2 separate regions of the Triticum aestivum genome follow, and region 1 is linked to region 2. Evidence: chromatin contacts called from public Hi-C data. All regions are on one chromosome and are shown on one strand. Each heading gives the region's core, a stretch centred on a gene start, on an enhancer-like site or on the middle of the called end of the contact. The rest is flanking DNA. Distances are from core to core; before and after follow the strand shown. Region 1 holds the start of LOC123053200 (probable BOI-related E3 ubiquitin-protein ligase 3). Region 2 has its middle 140 kb from the start of LOC123053200.

The links. Hi-C and Micro-C count contacts between places; a contact is called where the count stands out from the background.
Region 1: a Hi-C map of leaf shows a contact between it and region 2, with 3 times the contacts expected there. The contact joins the promoter of LOC123053200 here to the enhancer-like site in region 2. A contact is called at or near these places in 1 of 5 Hi-C or Micro-C datasets (leaf) and 1 of 1 datasets of contacts at active chromatin or transcription factors (leaf).

What each region holds. Positions count from the first base shown.
Region 1 is chr2D:371,350,349-371,353,079 of IWGSC CS RefSeq v2.1, forward strand. It overlaps LOC123053200 (probable BOI-related E3 ubiquitin-protein ligase 3), which reads left to right and starts at 1,416. Exons shown (of 2, transcript XM_044476627.1): 1 at 1,416-1,963; 2 at 2,080-2,731. The coding sequence starts at 1,520. The coding sequence ends at 2,607.
Region 2 is chr2D:371,208,837-371,211,536 of IWGSC CS RefSeq v2.1, forward strand. No RefSeq gene overlaps it. Among protein-coding and RNA genes, the nearest start is that of LOC123053200, 140 kb to the right of the region's middle. Within about 2 kb of position 1,270, at least 6 of the 8 cell types and tissues checked have an H3K27ac peak or open chromatin away from gene starts, as enhancers often do. A contact at or near this core is called in leaf, where this site is marked.

The DNA of each region.
Region 1 (2,731 bases), core at 166-2,665, 140 kb after region 2:
TCCGTGCCGCGCCAGCGCCAGTACCGGAGACGCAGTGCATGCAGGTGCGCCCCGCAGAATGGTCGGTCGGTGCGGCGCCTTTACGGAGCGGGCGACTGTTACTTCCACCTTTCATGGCCGCCACGAGGAAGAGGAACGCAGCTGCCCCTGCCCGTGCCCGGCACCACTATAGTACCACTGTGGATCGTGGCTGCCGACGCCGCTCGATGAGCTGGTTTGGTGATGTGTGTGTGCGCGCGCGCCAAATAAGCTCCTTGTTTGCATTGCATGTGCTTGCTTGATCGGCGCCGAACATTAACTAGTAGGAGTACGTACCCCGCCCGTCGCTTGGACCCAGATCGATCAATCAGCGAGGGCAGTGCTCCGTCAGAGCTACACGAGGGCGGCCACTACTGTGCGCTCTTTCCGTGAGCAGCAGGACAGGAGCAGGACCAGGCTGCTATCTAGATCCGGGTCTGCAGGGCGCGTCTTGAATTCTTGATCACTCGCTTGGCGTTTTCACAAGATGTGGAGCCGAACGTGTGGTGCCACCGCAAACCTGCGGCCTGTTTGATTCCAAATAAGTCATCAATTTATAAATAAAATAAATAAATAAACGACTTATTTTGCTAAACAGATCCAACTTATAAGTCACCCCAACTTATAAGTCATAAGTTGCTCCACCCCAACTTAAAACTCATAAGTCATCCCCTTTTGCGTGGGTCCCATCATCTTTACATTAAAAAACAAGATGGAAAAGTGTGGTCAGATGACTTATAAGTCAGGTGACAACCAAACATGCGTGACTTATAAGTCATTGGTTTAAGTCACCTGACTTATAAGTGGTGAGTTATTGGAACCAAACAGGCCCTTATTGAATTCAGCTGTTATCCTGCCCAAGAGCTTTGATTCACGCGTCTCCGTTCCCATCCTTTTTATCTTTTTTTTTTGAGAACGGGGCGTCGACCCGTTGGCTGGGCAGCTGAGGTTGCTGCCAGCCTACCCAAGTTCGAGTCCCGGCACGGACGCGCGGTGCATACGGAGTTTCTTCTATATAAAGAAAAGCCAACGAGGGTTATCCTTTGGGTTGATCTCATTTTTTTATTTTTTCTTTAGCGGCAGCCGTACGTACGTTGGGATCGCATCACGCAATCTGTTTCGTTGTTTGGTCGCCGCTACCAAGCTGTTCGTAGCGGACTTTTGACCGCAAATTACCGTATCTTTAGGTGCTGTAGATGTAGATGGATCTTTTTTTTTTTGAGAGAATGTAGATGGATCTTTGGGACGGCCCTGCATGGATGGATCGTCGACCCATTATTTCCCCGGTCAGTTGCTCAACGTGCAGTGGCGTCACGTGTCCTCCCACCAGAGTGCCGCTTCAAGTCATGGCCTTTTCCGTAACCGCAAACGCGGACGCGTATAAAACCTCCCTCCCTCCCTCCGCATAGGTCTCCACGCCCACGACCGTCTCCTCATCCGTTTCCCTCTCCTCTCTCTTCCTTCGCCAAACCCGAAAACTAGCACGCCGTAGTACTTGGCCATGGCCGTGCAGGCGCAACACCTCTCCCACTCCTTCCCCCACGACCTCCACGCCTACAACAGCGTCAGTGCTCTGGAGGACGAGATGACGGGCGGCTCCCTCTTCTTTCCCGACAACCTCAAGCGCGGGCCGGAACTGGAGGGTGTTGGGAACACGCTGTTCGGCGACGTTCCGCGCGTCGATCCCACTTGGCACGACAGTATCACCCGCAGCCACGGTTTTGTGCAGAGGAAGCGGGCGCGCGTCGTCCCGGAGGCGCCTTCGTACTTGGAGAATCAGCGCGGGCAGGGGCTTGTGCCCGTCGGCGATGTGCTGACCAGGGCGGTGGGCTCCGGCACGGCGTCCACCAGTGGGAGAATGATCAATGCCGCCGGCCCGCCGCAGGACCTGCTCTCGCAGCTGTACCGTCAGGGCATGGAGATCGATGCAGTCCTACGACTCGAGGTACGTACCATCTTGTTCATGCACCGTTTCTCTTTCTATCTTGGTGATTGGGCTCGCGTTCTTGGTTTGATTGCACGGTGTATTGATTCGTGGTGATTCTGATGGACGTTCTGCAGACTGACCGCATGCGCGCGGGGCTGGAGGAGGCGCGGCAGGAGCACGTCAGGGCGCTGGTATCGGCGGCGGAGCGTGCTGCGGCGAGGCGGCTGCGTGCCGCGGAGGCCGCGCTGGAGCTGGCGCGCTGCCGCAACGCCAAGCTGTCAGAGAGGCTCACCCAGATTTGCGCCGAGGGTCAGGCGTGGATACGCGTCGCCAAGAGCCACGAGGCAGTCGCTGCGGGCCTCCAAGCTACACTCGACCAGCTTCTGCAGTCCCCTTGCGCTGCCGTCGCCGCCACCGGAGCGGATGGAGACGGCGACGCCGAGGACGCGCGGTCCTGCTGTTTCGAGACCCCCGCCGGCGACGACGCTGCGGCATCCAAGGCGTCGGCGGCGGCGTGCAGGGCTTGCGGCGAGGGCGAGTCGTGCGTGTTGCTGCTGCCGTGCAGGCACCTGTGCCTCTGCAGCGCGTGCGACGCCGCCGTGGACACTTGCCCGTTGTGCGCGACCACCAAGAACGCGTCGCTCCATGTCCTGCTCTCGTGATTGAAGGAACCAGTGGCCTCCTCCGAAACGGTTTGCGATAGGAAAGTCAGCAGGCTTGATCAACTTGCCCATGTTATCAAGCTACAGTGGGTTCAGTTTGCCGAAGAAATAGCAGTGCTTCAAG
Region 2 (2,700 bases), core at 20-2,519:
AGAAAAAGTAATTGTTATCTTACCAAATACCAACGTGCAACAGATATATCTTACTACTTAATATAACGTGCAACTAATATCCTACCAAAGAGCATGGTTAATAGAAGAGCCGGTTGCTGGCTCTATACTCATGCCATGTTATATATAGCCTTTGTAAAAAAGTTTCTCATATAATAAGCCTGGCTGTAAGTTGGCTGTAGCAATTAATGTTTGCATGCATGGGTAAGAAGGCAGATGCATTTGATTGGAAGTGAGAAAGCAGCGCCCAGCTTTGAGTGCTTTACATGGGCTGCATGCATCCTTTTCCCTCGTGTATAGTGCTAGAGCCCGGCGCTTGCTGCCTTTCTTCTCTCTCCTTTGACTAGTATTTTTGCTGACCTGGACATCTTATAGCCTGCTGACTCAACCTATTATATTTGATAAACGTGCATTGCACGTACATTATTACTCCCTCCGTTTTCTTTTAGTCTGCGTCTAAGTTTTTCTCATTTTTCTCCTTTTAGTCTGCGCGCTAGCTTTTTACCCCTCGTTCTTCCAAAACTGCCCTTCATTTTTAGCTGTGCAATTCGTATGCATTAATTACTTGGAAGAAAGAGGGCATGCATGCAGTGGTCGAGCACCCTTGGCAGCATGCATGCGGGGCGTGGGGAACGAGGAGTGAGGAAGGCAGCCAATCAACGGAAATGCAGTTACAGCTGCGCAACAAAATCGGTCATGGAGATCAAGGCAGATCACACGCCAGCTCATGGGTAAAACAGTCCAGATTTTTGCTTCCTCAGCTCTCCTTGGTATCCGTGATTGCTCTTAGGCGCAAACTAAATAAAAATGGAGGGAGTACTAGTATAGTACTACGTAATAACTTAACAGAAAAAGGCAGGCGGTGGTGGTCCCACCTGGCACTGATTACCGAGAAGCGCCACACACGCGCACCTGCACACGCATCCGCCACTCGATAGGAGAGAAGAATGATCAGAGACGGTGGATCCCACGCACATACTACAATATCGAAAACGAATAGAGTCACATGATATTGTCGAGTGAGCAGCACCTCCTCCTCCTCGCTTGGCTACACCGTCGTGGTCGCAAGTTGCACGCCTGCCTGGTGCATATCCTACTGGAAATGGAACAGCCAAACCAAAGATGTGACGGGAGGGGAAGGAATACGTGTACTTTGTTGTCGTTTCGCGTCGAGGACAAGGAGCGAGCGCGGTGCCGTGCATGTATCGCACTGCGCCTGCTGTAGTTTTCGCGGCGAGTGAGGCGAGCGCAACACCTACTAGTGAATGAACGAATGAAGGCGTACAGATCCTGTCGACAAGCGACGGTCACATGCCTCGACCACATGCTTTGTGCGGTGCATGCATAATTGTGCAAGTAGGAGCGTCCGTGACGCCACGATCCATCTATATCTATACGGACGGAATAATGGCTGGACTGGACACGCTGGTCCACGGCGCTCATCACCTCGTGCCATCCATTGCCCTTTTCTAGAGCTTGCCGAACAAGATGGCCTGGCCTGATAGGTCTTGGATCATGTGATCATCTCCCTGCGGATCGATGTGTGCACATGTCGTCCCAGAGATAGAGATTTTTTTTTTCGAAGATCCCAGAGATAGAGATGGTAGTATACTAGTCACTGTAGGAAGATTAGCATGCGAGAAGATTTTGTATCATCGAGTCAAAGCACCACTAGACGACAGAGTAAATTGCAGAAAACCACCGCTTCAAAAGCTAGGTTAGCAGAAAACATTGCGCTGCATTTCTTTGTAGAAAACACAAGTCTTGTGTAATTGTTTTGCAAATATCACTCATCAGAGAATTTGGCTCTATTGATCGCGTTTGTGACAGATGGGGCCTGCTAGTCAAGCTGACATGGCACCAATTTCTCACACCATTACGTTGACTTGTTTTGCTGGATGTGGAGCATGCTTGTTAGTGTAATACTACCTTTCTTTTCTCTCGTTCTCCTCTCCTCCCTAATTTCTTTCTCTCTCTCTCTCACTCTCTCTCTCTCGTCGCACCCGCGCCATGGAGCTCCATGGAGGAGCGGCGCTGCCGGCCAACGCCATAGCACCGGAACTCCGCGATCATCGCCGCCATTAGCCCGCGCTCGCCTAGATCCGGCAAGAACCGAGCCGCTGCAACCTTCCGCTTCCGGTTCCGCCCTTCCGGTCCGCGCGGTAACGGCGACGACGACCTCTGCCTCGGCCAGGGGCAGGACGGGCTCCGTGTGGAAACGGCGGCCTCTACCACGGCCGGAGGCGGGACGGGAGGCGGGCCTCGCGCGGGACGCGCTGTGGGCATGCCCGGCGTCCACTGCTGCCCTCATGGTCTCGTCCGATCAATTGACCTCAGCAACACGAGGATGGCGATGGCCGCGTGGGAGTCATCCTCAGCAAGGCCTTGCCCGAGGCCGCTGCCCGGGTCCTCAACGCGACAATGATGGCGGAGGCCTCTACCTCAGCTGGGGGCGGGACGGGCGTGTGCGTTCGCGCCCTCACCTGTGCGTCGACCTGGGTGGTGAAGATAAGACGACCAGATTTGTTTACTTTTTTCTTCTAATGACAGGTGGACCTCACAGGACCACACATGACGATAACATTACGAAACGTCGCCGTTAGAATATGAGGCGTTAAGCGGTGCCATGTTAGCCTAACAGCAGGCCCCATCATTCATAAACGCGATTGTTACATTGGATAG